Regions from separate parts of the Xenopus tropicalis genome. Here region 1 is linked to region 2. A link is a contact called in public Hi-C data. All regions are on one chromosome and are shown on one strand. The core of a region is the stretch at or near the end of the contact, and the rest is flanking DNA. Distances in the headings are between cores, read along the strand shown.

What was found. Hi-C and Micro-C count contacts between places; a contact is called where the count stands out from the background.
Region 1: a contact with region 2 is called in a Hi-C map of neurula embryo, with 2.2 times the contacts expected there. The contact joins the promoter of ercc8 here to the enhancer-like site in region 2. A contact is called at or near these places in 2 of 5 Hi-C or Micro-C datasets (gastrula embryo and neurula embryo).

Annotation. Positions count from the first base shown.
Region 1 is chr1:55,438,927-55,445,192 of UCB_Xtro_10.0, reverse strand. It overlaps ercc8 (excision repair cross-complementation group 8), which reads left to right and starts at 5,003. Exons shown (of 3, transcript NM_001017179.2): 1 at 5,003-5,033; 2 at 6,127-6,266. It overlaps fbxw7 (F-box/WD repeat-containing protein 7), which reads right to left and starts at 4,844. Exons shown (of 13, transcript XM_004911148.4): 1 at 4,716-4,844; 2 at 1,275-1,714.
Region 2 is chr1:55,401,526-55,407,916 of UCB_Xtro_10.0, reverse strand. It overlaps tmem154 (transmembrane protein 154), which reads right to left. Exons shown (of 7, transcript XM_012955615.3): 2 at 5,260-5,398; 3 at 4,489-4,772; 4 at 4,194-4,221; 5 at 3,682-3,767; 6 at 2,388-2,439. The coding sequence starts at 4,765. Among named protein-coding and RNA genes, the nearest start is that of tmem154, 11 kb to the right of the region's middle. Within about 2 kb of position 3,681, at least 1 of the 11 cell types and tissues checked has an H3K27ac peak or open chromatin away from gene starts, as enhancers often do. A contact at or near this core is called in neurula embryo, where this site is marked.

The DNA.
Region 1 (6,266 bases), core at 3,754-6,253, 36 kb before region 2:
TGCCACGAGTTGTATTAACCTTAAAGGAGAAGGAAAGACTAAGTCACTGGGAGGTGCCAAAATGTTAGGCACCCCCCCAGTGACTTTAATCGCTTACCTTTTGCCCCAGGCTGGTGCTCCTGTGAAAACAAGACAGCACCAGCCCAGGGTACCTGCGAGCGAGTGTCTCCTCTTCCTTTTTCTATCTTCGAGTGCTTTCGCATGTGCAGTAGAATGAAATACTTAACTTTAACAAAAAATTTGGCTTTTTCACTCTACTGCGCATGCGCCGGCCACAGGATTCATAAGAAAGAAGGAAGAGAAAACACTTGTTGCAGCTACCCTGGGCTGGTGCGATTTTCTCCTAACAGGGGCACCAGCCCAGGGTAAAAGGTAAGTGATTCACTTGGGGGTGCTTAACATTTGGCACCCCCCCCCAGTGATTTTTTTTTTTACCTTTCCTTTGCCTTTAAATGTTACAGCATGATCTGTATATAAATTAAAGTACCAGACTATTTTAAATTAAATCTTTCCCATCGCTTTACAAAAGCATCTTGCAAAATAGTTTGACCTGGGTGCCTCAAGTTGGTTTCCTGAGTTCTAAAAAAAAAGGACACTGATATTTTTGTATCTGCTATTCAAGCTATTATGGAAACTTTTGCTGAACTTCATAAACAGCACTTTAGTTTAAAAGGTCTTATGTATAAATCTGAATGAACATTAAACAATTGCAGGAAAAGATTGCTAGAATGTAAATAGAACATTTAACCATATGTATGGCTGCAGTTAAAGTATATAAACAGTATAATGAATAGCACTGCATTATATCTTTTTAGAATTCTGAAATAAATGGCCCTTTAAGAAGCTACAAACATGTTACCACATTTCTCATTCAAGAAAAAATACAAAACACTGCTCTGGTTTGATGATAGCAGACCTAGACTGGAATACAATATAGGCCCTGGCATTTAAAGTACACAACGGCCCAAACATCCTCCCGTCAGCCCACTAAATAGTGATTGTCTATGGCATCTTATAGCAGCCCCCCTGGAATTTGCCAGAATCCACTAAATGGCAGTCTGGCCCTGCAAGGTGGTATACAAACACGTGGAAAAGACACACTACACAAATAGTACATTAATAAAAAAAATGTCAACAGCTGTAAGATGTAGCATATACACATCTTAATAAATATGTCCCTAAACAGAGGCAATGAATTCATCATATGGTATGAATGATTCAAAAAAGCATAAGAAACATGAAAAAAGAATTTAGCAAGAGAACAGAAGCCTCACCTGCTTTAGGTGTCAAAAGGCACAGCTGCTATAGTGGGAGGCTGGATTCCCTTTGGGTTGAAGCAAATATTTTGATGTCACGTCCAAAAAGTGTTCACTTGTGCTGCCATCAGAAGAACATCACGCTTTTAACAATGGGAAAATATCAGAAGTCTTTCTCGCAAACTTGGAAACTCTTTAGTTTGCTGTTCCCAGTAAAAAACTCTTACATCCAGTTATTGGCAATACAATCCATATATCACTACACTGAATTGTTCCTGTCAGAGGTCGCTCACAGTCTTTGAATTCATGCTCAAATCACATGGCCCAGAAGTTTTTTCTTAAGTTTGTTGGCAATTAGGCAAGTGCTTAGAGGCTGTAGGATGGCAGAGAATATTCGTTGCTACTGGGTTGGTGCGTATATCAATACCATATTTGAGATAATATTAGGAAGATGGTACCTGTGAAAAGAAGACAAGTGGTTAAAGAACAAGCAGTTAAAATATACAGGAAAGAAACAACAGCATCCAATGGAAATACATTTAAAAACAAAATCTACTGCTCAAAATCAATTAAAGAATCAGAACACACTGAACTAATTACAATACAGTGACCCAAAGGCCCCTGTAGTCTTTACTCTCTGATGAGAGTAATAAAACTTGCAGAGAGCTGGGCTGTGTATTTTTAAAGCTACAGTGGCCTAGAGCTCACTGAATTTGTGACAGCTACCAACCCAGCAGAGAAGATAAGCTGTGCTCATGGTTACGTATTGAGTTAACTTGCAGTTTCTACTCACTTCTATTGATAATCATTTGCTACTATACAGATGCATACTATTGAAACAGCACTTTGTGGTAAACCATAGTAGCAGCGCCGGCAGCATGCAGCCTGTTGTACTGGTGAGGAAGGTTAATGCTGTAGCCCTCCTACTGTTTGTGTTGAACTAAAAACCTAAAAATGCCACACAGAGCATTCTCATTCTGGGAGCAGTACTGCAGCTATAGCTGTGCTGGACAACTTTTTTTCTTTTTTGAAGGCTTGGCCTCTTTGCATTAATAACACAGAAGGCAGTTTATATACTTTATACAAACCTGGAGCAACTGCTTAGAATGAAAAAGACACCCCTATACATGTCATGAATGTAAATTACATTGCTAAATATAATACAGGCATTTTCCACCTACTGTAATATAAATTAGTAAAGAGTTATCTAATAATAGGGAGTACTGAACATGTGGCCCGGTCCAGAAGACAATTTTTTGCTACATGTGCTCTATATTACCTAAAGCCATCTTAATGCTCTACATTTATTTAATGCCAATAATTTGTGGGGTTTTTTCTCATATTTGGTTCAACAAGGCTGTGTTTAACTGCACTGCCACTAAATGTGTAGAGGGAAACTTATTACACGGCATATAAATGAAAATAATTACCCTACAATACATACCCCTGTGATGGGCATGCCTACACAAATATAATTGTGTGTAGTGCATGTTGCTTCTGCCTCAGTTCCAAATTTCAAGAGTCAGAAAGCAGCAGCTCCATTAAAAGCTCTCAGAAAAGAGAAAGTCTCTCAGTTTCCATTACATGTGCCATAAATGATAGCACTGACAATCTTTGTGTTTTGTCTCAGTGACTTCTAACAGAGAAATGAAAAAAGCAGGTCCCTTCACCATGTGCCATAACCCCAACAGGTGTAACTTTATTTCACTCTAGTAACAGAGCAGAGAACCACTACACCTTTGATTATCATCATCAAAACTAGGGGTGACAAGCAGATTTCAGCAATCTACTGTCAATCACAAGTGACCACCAGGAGCTTAATTTATGCTATTAGTAGGTACATTCATGCCCTAAAAACAGTATATACATCTTTAGTAAGAGCTTTTTTTAATATACACATAATCCAGGAATAAAAGTGCTTTATAAAGGGTCCAGGTTGTATTTAATCTTTGGTATTTCACTTAAATAAACCTTAAACTAGGGTTCAATTAACCTTTCAACCAGGTAGACATTTGGAATTCAGAATGTTTTAGGAACAGAAGAGGCTCTGAAAACATAGACCAATAATTCAAAAAACAGGAACATTCAAATTAAAGTCTAATAGTCCATGTTTCTATTGCGGGTCAGTGACCCTGTAACTAGGTAGCTTTTCCAGCTGCAATTTGGAAGAATGTGGTAAATAATTCAGAAAGAATACAACACGAAAAGTTTATTTTAGGACGGGCAAAATTTTGTCCACACTAAAGACTGGAGTTAATTATATATATAACAAATTCTTTTATACAAAATTCAAGTTTTATTGCATCCCATACTTTATGTTACTGCAATTTGGCATCCTCTGCCTTTCAATCCTATTACAGTAAATGCTTACACTAGGGATGCACCAAATCCACTATTTTATAATCTGCCTGAACCCCTGAATTGTTTGCGAAAGATTTGTCCAAATACTGAACCAAATCCTAATTTGTATATGCATATTAGAATAAGGAAGGGTTGAAGAGAACCGTGCATGAAAATTTTTCAACTTCCGTGTGATGGATTCTAATTCGTTTTGGCCAGAGGCATGGATTTGGCCAAATATGGATATAAAAGGTCAGATCTTGGCAGAATCCTGCACCAAATCCTGGATTCAGTGCATCACTAGCTTATACACATAAGTAACCTTATCTTTAAATAAAGTTTCACTCTAATCCCCCATATGAAAACAGCTAAATGGAGCAGCACAGACTAAAGACAACACAAAGCTGGGTTCTAGTGTGACAAGTCCCTTACATGAGTCTGAGCACTAAGTGGGAATGTTCTCACCATCAGACTTCTCTTACAATGGTTTGCATAGGGTGTTGCCCCAAGATTAGTACTGTGAGCACAGCATGCCTAAGCATTAGTACTACCCACTTACTTTGGGCAAGAAAAGGATGAATTAGGCAACTTGCAGTTCAGTAATGTGTGTCACAGGCAGAAGCCCAAGTACCCCTACAGGCTGGTTTGGTGTAAATAAATTCCACTTCCAAAAAGTCCACTTCTGTAGTTCTAGAGTCTTGAGGCAATGTTTTGGATTTCATAGTATGCACAGATATACAGGATACAGAGGTATAATTGTGTGTGTGTATAAATACACAATATACACAGAGCTATACTGTGCATATGGGAGTTAATACTTACAACACTTGCACACTACACAATCTCCCAATAAAGAGTTGCCTACAAGTCTATACTGAGTACAGCAGTGGTCTTCAAAGTGCGGCTCGTCAACTGTAAAACTACAACTCCCAGAATTCCTGGACGGATTCTGGGAGTTGTAGTTAAACACAGCTAGAGAGAAGGTAGTTTTGTGTCCCTGTAGCAGGGCAAGTAAATACAAATCTACATCCACTAATGTACTACTTTAAATTATTCCCCCACACACTACACTATTTCTTTAAAGCGATCAAGTCCCGGCGGTGGCCAGCGGCCAGTTACCTGGGTGGAATGACTAGTCGGGGGCATTCGCTGCCTTTCCTGGAGCCCACACGGGCAGGCACGCAGCTCACGGAAGGAAGGCTTCTCGCCGAGAGACAGGCACGGGAGGAGAGGGAGAGAGAGGGCGCGCCGGGATGACGTCAGTCGCTCAGCAACAACCAGGGCAGCAGTCGTCGCAGCGGCTTGATGTCATACGTGGGAGACGGAAGTAGGAGGCTACTGTTACTAGCCGCTACAGTTATGTTATGGTGGGGAAAGCAGCGGCGGAGTGTATTCAGCCTGGTGCTCGCAGGTGCATGTACCGCCTACGTTAGTAAGGTCAGTGAGACTCCGTACGATTAGCTCCAGCGGTTTCTCTGATTTTCAGTCTATTGCCGAATTATAGTTTCTTGTGTCATACACTGAGTGGTTGCAGTGTTCAGCAACAGTGATCTAAATGAGCCGGGGTGCCTTATACATATCGCTTCCGATGAGGATCGAGCTGCAGAATGGGGGGGGGGGGGAGACAGGAATTTAATTAGAACGGACAGCACACGAACGTGGACAGGCAGGTGTGGGGCACAATCACCCAGGGATAGGTGCCTACTGGGGGAACAATGCCTTGAGGCGAGAGATTCCAAAATGAGCCCTCTCCCCATGATGTAGGGATGGATGGTATCTTCAGGTTATAGTCATAGTTACCAGTATATATTACTGTCTGTCTGAGAAGGGTCTCATTCATTCAGTTCTCTAAAAAAAAAAAAGTCTAGTTGATTTGACTTATTGCTATAGTTATATATTACTGTCCATAGCCATAGAAATCATAGTCCCCAGTACATTCTAGTGCTATACTCCAGCAATAACTTTAATGATATTAATTTCATCAGAAGAGTTGAAAATTGCCTTTATTCCCACGGACCAAGACTAATGCATGGATAAAAAAAATGTTTGGAGCAACTGAATGCTAATATAAATAGTACAAAGTTTGCATAGTCTGTTTGGCACATGGGCTTTAATGAGCACTGGGTAGCACATACTTTCTACATTCAGAAAGGAGTCAGGACAGAGTCTGTAGGATAGAATTAAGGATTCATTATACTTTTGGGACTTTATTTCAAGATTTGTTTTTAAACAAAATTGTTAAATTGTTACATTTAAGCCTGTGCTATGGAGAATGGTGATGCTTTATAAATAAATGCCCTTAATTGTTTAGGTGTTGGAGATTGCATTGGCACATGCAGGTCTATAGAATGTTAGCAGTTTGTGCTTACCTGCTGTGTCCTTAGCACTCTAATGGTGAATACCGAGTTGAAGATAAAACCTGAGCTAATGCTAAAAAGCCTTTTTTTTTTTTTTTTTTTAAAAAGGAAATGATACCGCCTATTTGACATGAGTTCATTCATTTGTATTAATAATTTAATTTTTTACACAGACATACATGATTCCACAGAGTGAAAGGGAACAGTAAGAATCTGTCTGAGCTTGCAGGGATTGGTTCCCCACACCCGGTAGATGATGGTGCAGAGATTCTCTCGAAAGAAGGAGGACTTTAAGTCTCAGAATTCATCCGTT
Region 2 (6,391 bases), core at 2,432-4,931:
TCTATACAGCCTGCATACTAATAGGCTGTATTTGAAAAAATTATGCCTTTGTGTGGACCAAATAATATCACTTCCCTGCCTACCTAATTAGTGCATTTTTAAGCAACAACTTAATTAACAAAAGGTTACTATGTAATGTGTATAATGTATGTGCTGGTAAAATATATATACTGTATTTCAGTTAACTAAAATACATTTTCATCATACACTGGTAATATAATGTACATGTAGATGATCCATAATAAACAGAACTAGATCCAAGCAAGTAAGTGTCTAACCAGATAATTAGAACTTCTTTAACACCACAGCAGGACTAAACATTTTGTTCATTAGCAGGCACCATTGTGTTATACAGCGAGAGCAGCACAATGGGAATGGAAGGATGCTATAGAGGCTGCCATTAACTGTGCCTGGCTGTGCTCTAGTAATCTTTATAAAATAATTGCCTAGCAACAGGGGTGCAGGCTTGATGCAAGGATTGATTTTGCCTTTAATGAATCCCACAGAGCAAGCAGAAGGAGAGGAAATTGGCTGGCAATGTACTATGGGTGCCAATCTCATTGCTATTGTTTTTCAGTCACATAATAGGAACTTGTCTAGTGGAATATAACAAGTGGTGGCTCTCTTATGTATTTGTTTTTCTTTGTATGTTTTGCTTGAACCATTTGAATACAGACAGCTTCATAAAGTTATTGGGAAAGAGAATATCAATAGATAACTAATACAATTAGTAAACATAAGGACTAGTTCCTAGGAAAAGACATGTACACAGTCCGTACACAGTTACTTTCTCAAGGCCTTAACTGGGACTGAAACGTAACCTTGGCTTTTTGCACTTATTAAATACAACTTTTGAATGAATATTGCCAGTGTTGCTGGTCTTTTTGTGAAATATATATATATGTAGAGAGAGAGAGAGAGAGAGAGAGAGTGCACACCCATCACCAAAATAACATCCCTGGGTGCAGGTCATAAAATAGACATATAGAGAAATAGTACCACATGCTCAGGGACTTAGTGCAAAAGAAAAAAGTATTTTGAATCATTATTTTCAATAAACTTTTTTTCTTTTGCACCAAGTCATTGAGCATGTGGTTTCTTTCTTTCTTTCTTTCTTTCTTTCTTTCTTTCTTTCTTTCTTTCTTTCTTTCTTTCTTTCTTTCTTTCTTTCTCTCTCTTTCTCTCTCTCTATATATATATGAAATAATTCAGTAGGACCCACACCTCAAATCAAATGAATCATACTTCTCAGAACTGTGCATCCAATGTTTTGCCCCACATTGCGGCTTTTTTTTTTTTTTTATATCCTGTAAATTATATCCTTATAAATAGTGCTTAGTGATGTCATCATTTATACCAGGTGCTTATTGATGTAATTTCTGCCACATGACTCACTGAAACTTGTATTATAATTCATAAGGTGCCACCTGAGTTCCATGACTTGGCCTTTGGCCTTGTGCTTTTATACGTTCGTGGAACTCCTCAGTGACTAACAATATCCTTATATTTTACAATGGGGGTACATTATTCGCTCTAAATATATATATATATATATATTGGAGTAGGGAGGAGCACTACCCTTCTCTGACTGGTTAGCTTGGGTGCAGGTAATAAATAGGCAATATTCAAGTAAGGTCAGGAACTGTGCAAATGAGTTATATATTTAAAAATATTTCTCTTCCTTGAGGACTATATATATATATATATATATATATATATATTCGTCTGCCTCATCCCTCTTTTATACAGGGCTGAAAAAGAAGTAGACAGAAGGTGCACATGCCTAGGGCACAACAATTTGGGCACAGGGTGCTAGGCACGTACCTCATTTTTTTGTATGGGCTCTGGAGTCCTGCACATGACCCCCATGCCTCATCACCCCACCAGCAACTTGTCATTTCCCCCATACTCCTATTCGTCACTGTGCATGTGTGCTTGTGGTGGGACAAGGTGGCCACCCGGATTGCCTAGGGTACCTGTCCAGCTTGGCCCTGTACTGCTTATATATTATCCACAGCATGTATCCCCTTTCCCCTGTTCTACAAGCAGGTAGGCAGATGTGTCACTATCTGCTTGGTCACTTATCAAGCAACAGGCAATAGAAATAGGCAATAATTATATGTATTTGCTCAAGGTATGAATTATAAGAGTACAGTACAGGTATTGTTTGTGCATGAGGAGGTTGTCTGTAGGGGAATGGGTACTACACATACATTTCATATTTATAACAATGTTTTTTTGCTCTGTATTTCATGTTTTTTTTCAATTTCTGTATTATACCACGCTTGATGCAAGGACAAAGTTGTCCCAAAAGCAGTGTATGCCTGGTTGTTTTATGCTGGAGCCATCTAGTGGCAGAATTGGGTAGTTGTACAAATTACACATACCATAAACTCACGTGAAGCTTATTTTCCTCTTCCAGTGTGGACAAACGTTTACCTGAAAACAAGGTGAGTGAAAGAGGTTATTTATTATGTAAACTGTCAGTAAAGTATAACAATAGCAAATAAACTGGAGCATAAAGATAACCCATGGCTATTGGAACCTTCAGGCTATTGCCAAGTAAGTTTGGGTTGGCACTGTGTTTTTTGAATTTTTGGGTTATTTGGTACTGCGTTTTTGAGCTACCTTAAAACACAGCGATCAAGCACTGGCCCTAAGGGCTCTGGCACACGAGGAGATTTGTCGCCGGCGATTTTTAAAAGAGCGATTTGGCGACAAGACGAGCGACAAGAAGCCAATGCTAAATCAATGGAAATCGCCAGCATCAAAACATACGAGGCTACTTCAAATCGCCTGCTGTTTCAAATCGCACACAGACCCTTTTCTGAGCGACTTGAGTAAACATGAGGGGGGGTTAACTGTTGAGTGGTACCATGGGTAGCAAATCGCCTGGAGCTCAACTCGCATGAAATCTATTCGTGGGTATTGTCGTGGCGACTTGTCGCCAAAGCGCCAGGGGGAAAAAACACAGGCGACAAATCTCCTTGTGTGCCAGAGCCCTTAAGGAGAGCTTAACACTCCTCTCCAGCCCCCCTCCATTGGCTGTTGGAGGCCACTGACCTCTGCAACCAAAAAAAACCTATAGTAGGTATATAGTTTACATGTTTTTCTTATTTTTTATTGCTTATCTATTTTTCAAGACCAATTCTATTCATTTTCTATTCTCAGTTCCAAACTGCTGCCTGATTGATATGATAAACCTAATCAGGTCTAAGCTGCAGTAAAAATATAAATATCTTCAATATCCTATAAAACAAAGATGTATTGCAAATTGTCTTAGAATACAGCTGTTCATATACAAAAAGTTACCTTTTTAAGCTGAACTCTCTACCCATATAGCCTCCTTCAAGAAATGAAATCATAAAAAAAAAAGTTCCCTTTTCACACCTTTCTCGACCAGGGTTTCAACTAAAAGCCATAGTTGTGTAATAGGCATGCAGACAGACTTCAAGTCAAACCAGTCTCCAAGCAATAAACTGTCACCAAGTAAAGCAAAGTTCTTCCTGCACAGCATGGGAATCTATTATCTAAGAAAGGAACAGCAGGGTCCTAAATGCTCAAAGCAGATTAAAAGCAATCCTTAACATGCATTTTACAGCCTCTCTAAATGAGACTATGCATGTACCAAGGGATATACAAATTTAGCAAGCAGCATAGCCTGAAAGAGACAGTAACTACCATTCTTCTTCTTGCTGTTCATCCACTTATCAAGCTCGTCCATCTCAATCTCCATGACAGAAGGCGTGTCCTCTTCAAAAATAGGACTATTAAAAGACAAATGGAAAAGACAAATTTATAATATTAGTTATACTGTGTATATTGTGTGTAACTAAACCAAAAGGGGTCAGAAAGGCATAAGAAAGCCTACAGCAGTGCTTCTTTTGCTGTTGCTGAACTACCACACTAAATTCCTGGCAGACACAGTCAAGCACACAGTGTAATTGCTTCCAAACAATTGCACCAAAACTGCTGCAATGTCCCTTTCTAACAGTAGATGGCAATGCATATATAATTAACTATATTAGGGAATTAAATTTTTGATATCCAGCTGTTACAAACATAATTTCCCAGAATCCCATAACAGTTTTTAGTAAATGCTGTGAGCTGGAGTTAGCAATGGCTGGTGTTTTTAGGTGTGTCCTCAGAGCTTCTGAAGACTCATCTAAAAGGCGAATAGGGCATGTTCTCACCTTTTTGCTACTTCATTTTTTGCTTCTCCTAAAAAGAGACAAAAGACTTTGTTACAATAGCAAAATACCTCACGCTGGTTGTTCTACATTCTCCTCCCTGACTATATAGTACCATTGATATGCGGCTCTGATGCCCATGACATTTATACAGTATATGTATACCGTTGAGTATAAATTCTGTTGCAGTATATACACTGTACAGCATGCATATATACAAAATGCAGTATATAAATATATATAATACTGTGTATATATATATGTATATATAAATACATATATAGAATTTTACCCTTACCTGCCTTTTTCCATCGTTTGTGTTTCACTATGAATATAATAAGTGGTATGAGTAGAATCAGTATGAAAATAGGAAAAGCAAAGAGAAGGGTTCTGCTGAGGTCTGTTCCATCAGCACTCTCATTTAACTCATTGCCAGTTTTTGTAAAAGCAGATACAGAGTAATCTGCAAATAACACTGTGGTGGAAGTCATCGTAACAGGCGGTTCAGTGAAGCTGATTTCACTCCTAGTTGTAGGCAGGGATGTTTCTGCATGTTCTGAAACCTCCGATGACATTTTATTCCTGCATAAAACAAATATGACATATTTATTTAGGTGCAATATGCAGAGGCAGACAGGTTTATTTGCTTTAGTGCAAAAGGAATTAGTGAACCAGCACACTGGTGCTTTACATAACTATAAGAAGCATGTACATGCCATAACCAAGGGAAACCAATTAGCCATTTGTTTTTGTTATTGTAACTGCCATGGCTGATTTTAGTAGGTTAAATGTCCGCATATGTTATAAAATGATGTTCTTCTGATGAGTGATCAAAGCAAAATAGATCAACTCAGATGGATTAAGGGCAGTAATGGAAATACATTTGGAGAATAGTAAATGGTACCATAGAAGAGGTGAAAGTTCAATTAATATTAAACAAACAGAAAGAAAGGATAGAGGATAAAACATAAGGCACAGCTAATAGGAGTAGGATCTATCATAATATAAAACCAAGACTAATCTTGCAAAGCTATGGGGTATTAGGCAAAATGCAGTATGCAAAAAATACCTTACTTTTCTTTGAACACTTAAAGGCTTTCTTCACAGATTCAGGTTGTTCCCTTGGCAGTGGCTGAATTTTCTGAACTGTAATTCAACATCCTCTCAGGTCATTACTCTAACATGGGTGTAACATGTCAATAGTTGAGCTAGAGTATAAAAGACAAAATATATGTGTAAAAGGAGAAGTACATATTCAAAAGGTTTGGCTACAGCATGGTGGGTCATTTGCTTTGTGTCATGAAACTCAGATGCCTAGCATATAGTGGTGCTTAAAATTTTTAAAAAATAATTAAATGTATTATTTTTGCATAAATATAACTGTTCTAATTCCGGTATGGGTTCTCTCTGGAAACCTGTTATCCAGAAAATTAAAAAATCCAATTATGGGAAGACATAAATGGGATAACATACCTATGCCTATTATATAGTGAGAACCCAAATAAAAAGATGAATTATTTATTAATTCAGTAAAATGATCCAAAATTACATATATACGCATGGCAAAAGTATGTAAACCTTTACTTTAAGTACGTGTTGCGCCCCCCCATGGGCAGCACAAACTGCAATAAAATGTTTAGGCTAATGCCACACGTAAGCAAGCTTGAGGAGAATAAGCTACATACACTTTAAAATCCTCCAACCTGTGCCTGCACCCGAAAGAAAAGAATTGAATATGCTTGCTTGCAGGCCGATATCCGCCGAAAATTGGCAGATATCAGCTACAAGTGCCTGCACCCATATTCAGTGCTATCAGGTGCAGGCACAGGTAAGATGATTTTCAGTCATAGGAGCGTATTCTCCTATGACTGATCATCAAGCATCATTTTACCTCTTTATCTAAGGTTTCGCACCTTTTCTGGAAAAAATACCAGCCTTCCTATGTTTTTAACCTGTTTACCTATTAATAACATTGGCATCAAGAATAATTTTTACATCTTTTAATCAGGTTGCCACCTTTTCTTGTTAAAAATATCAGCCTTCCTAAGTTTTTTAACCTGTTTTCCTATTAATAACATTGGCATTAAGCATTATTTTTACCGGCCAGACCAGTAAAAATGAACTGAGAATACAAGCAGCTCACATACTTTTTGCTGCACAAAACTATGTAACTCTGCATTGTTGTTCTCAATAAATAAATA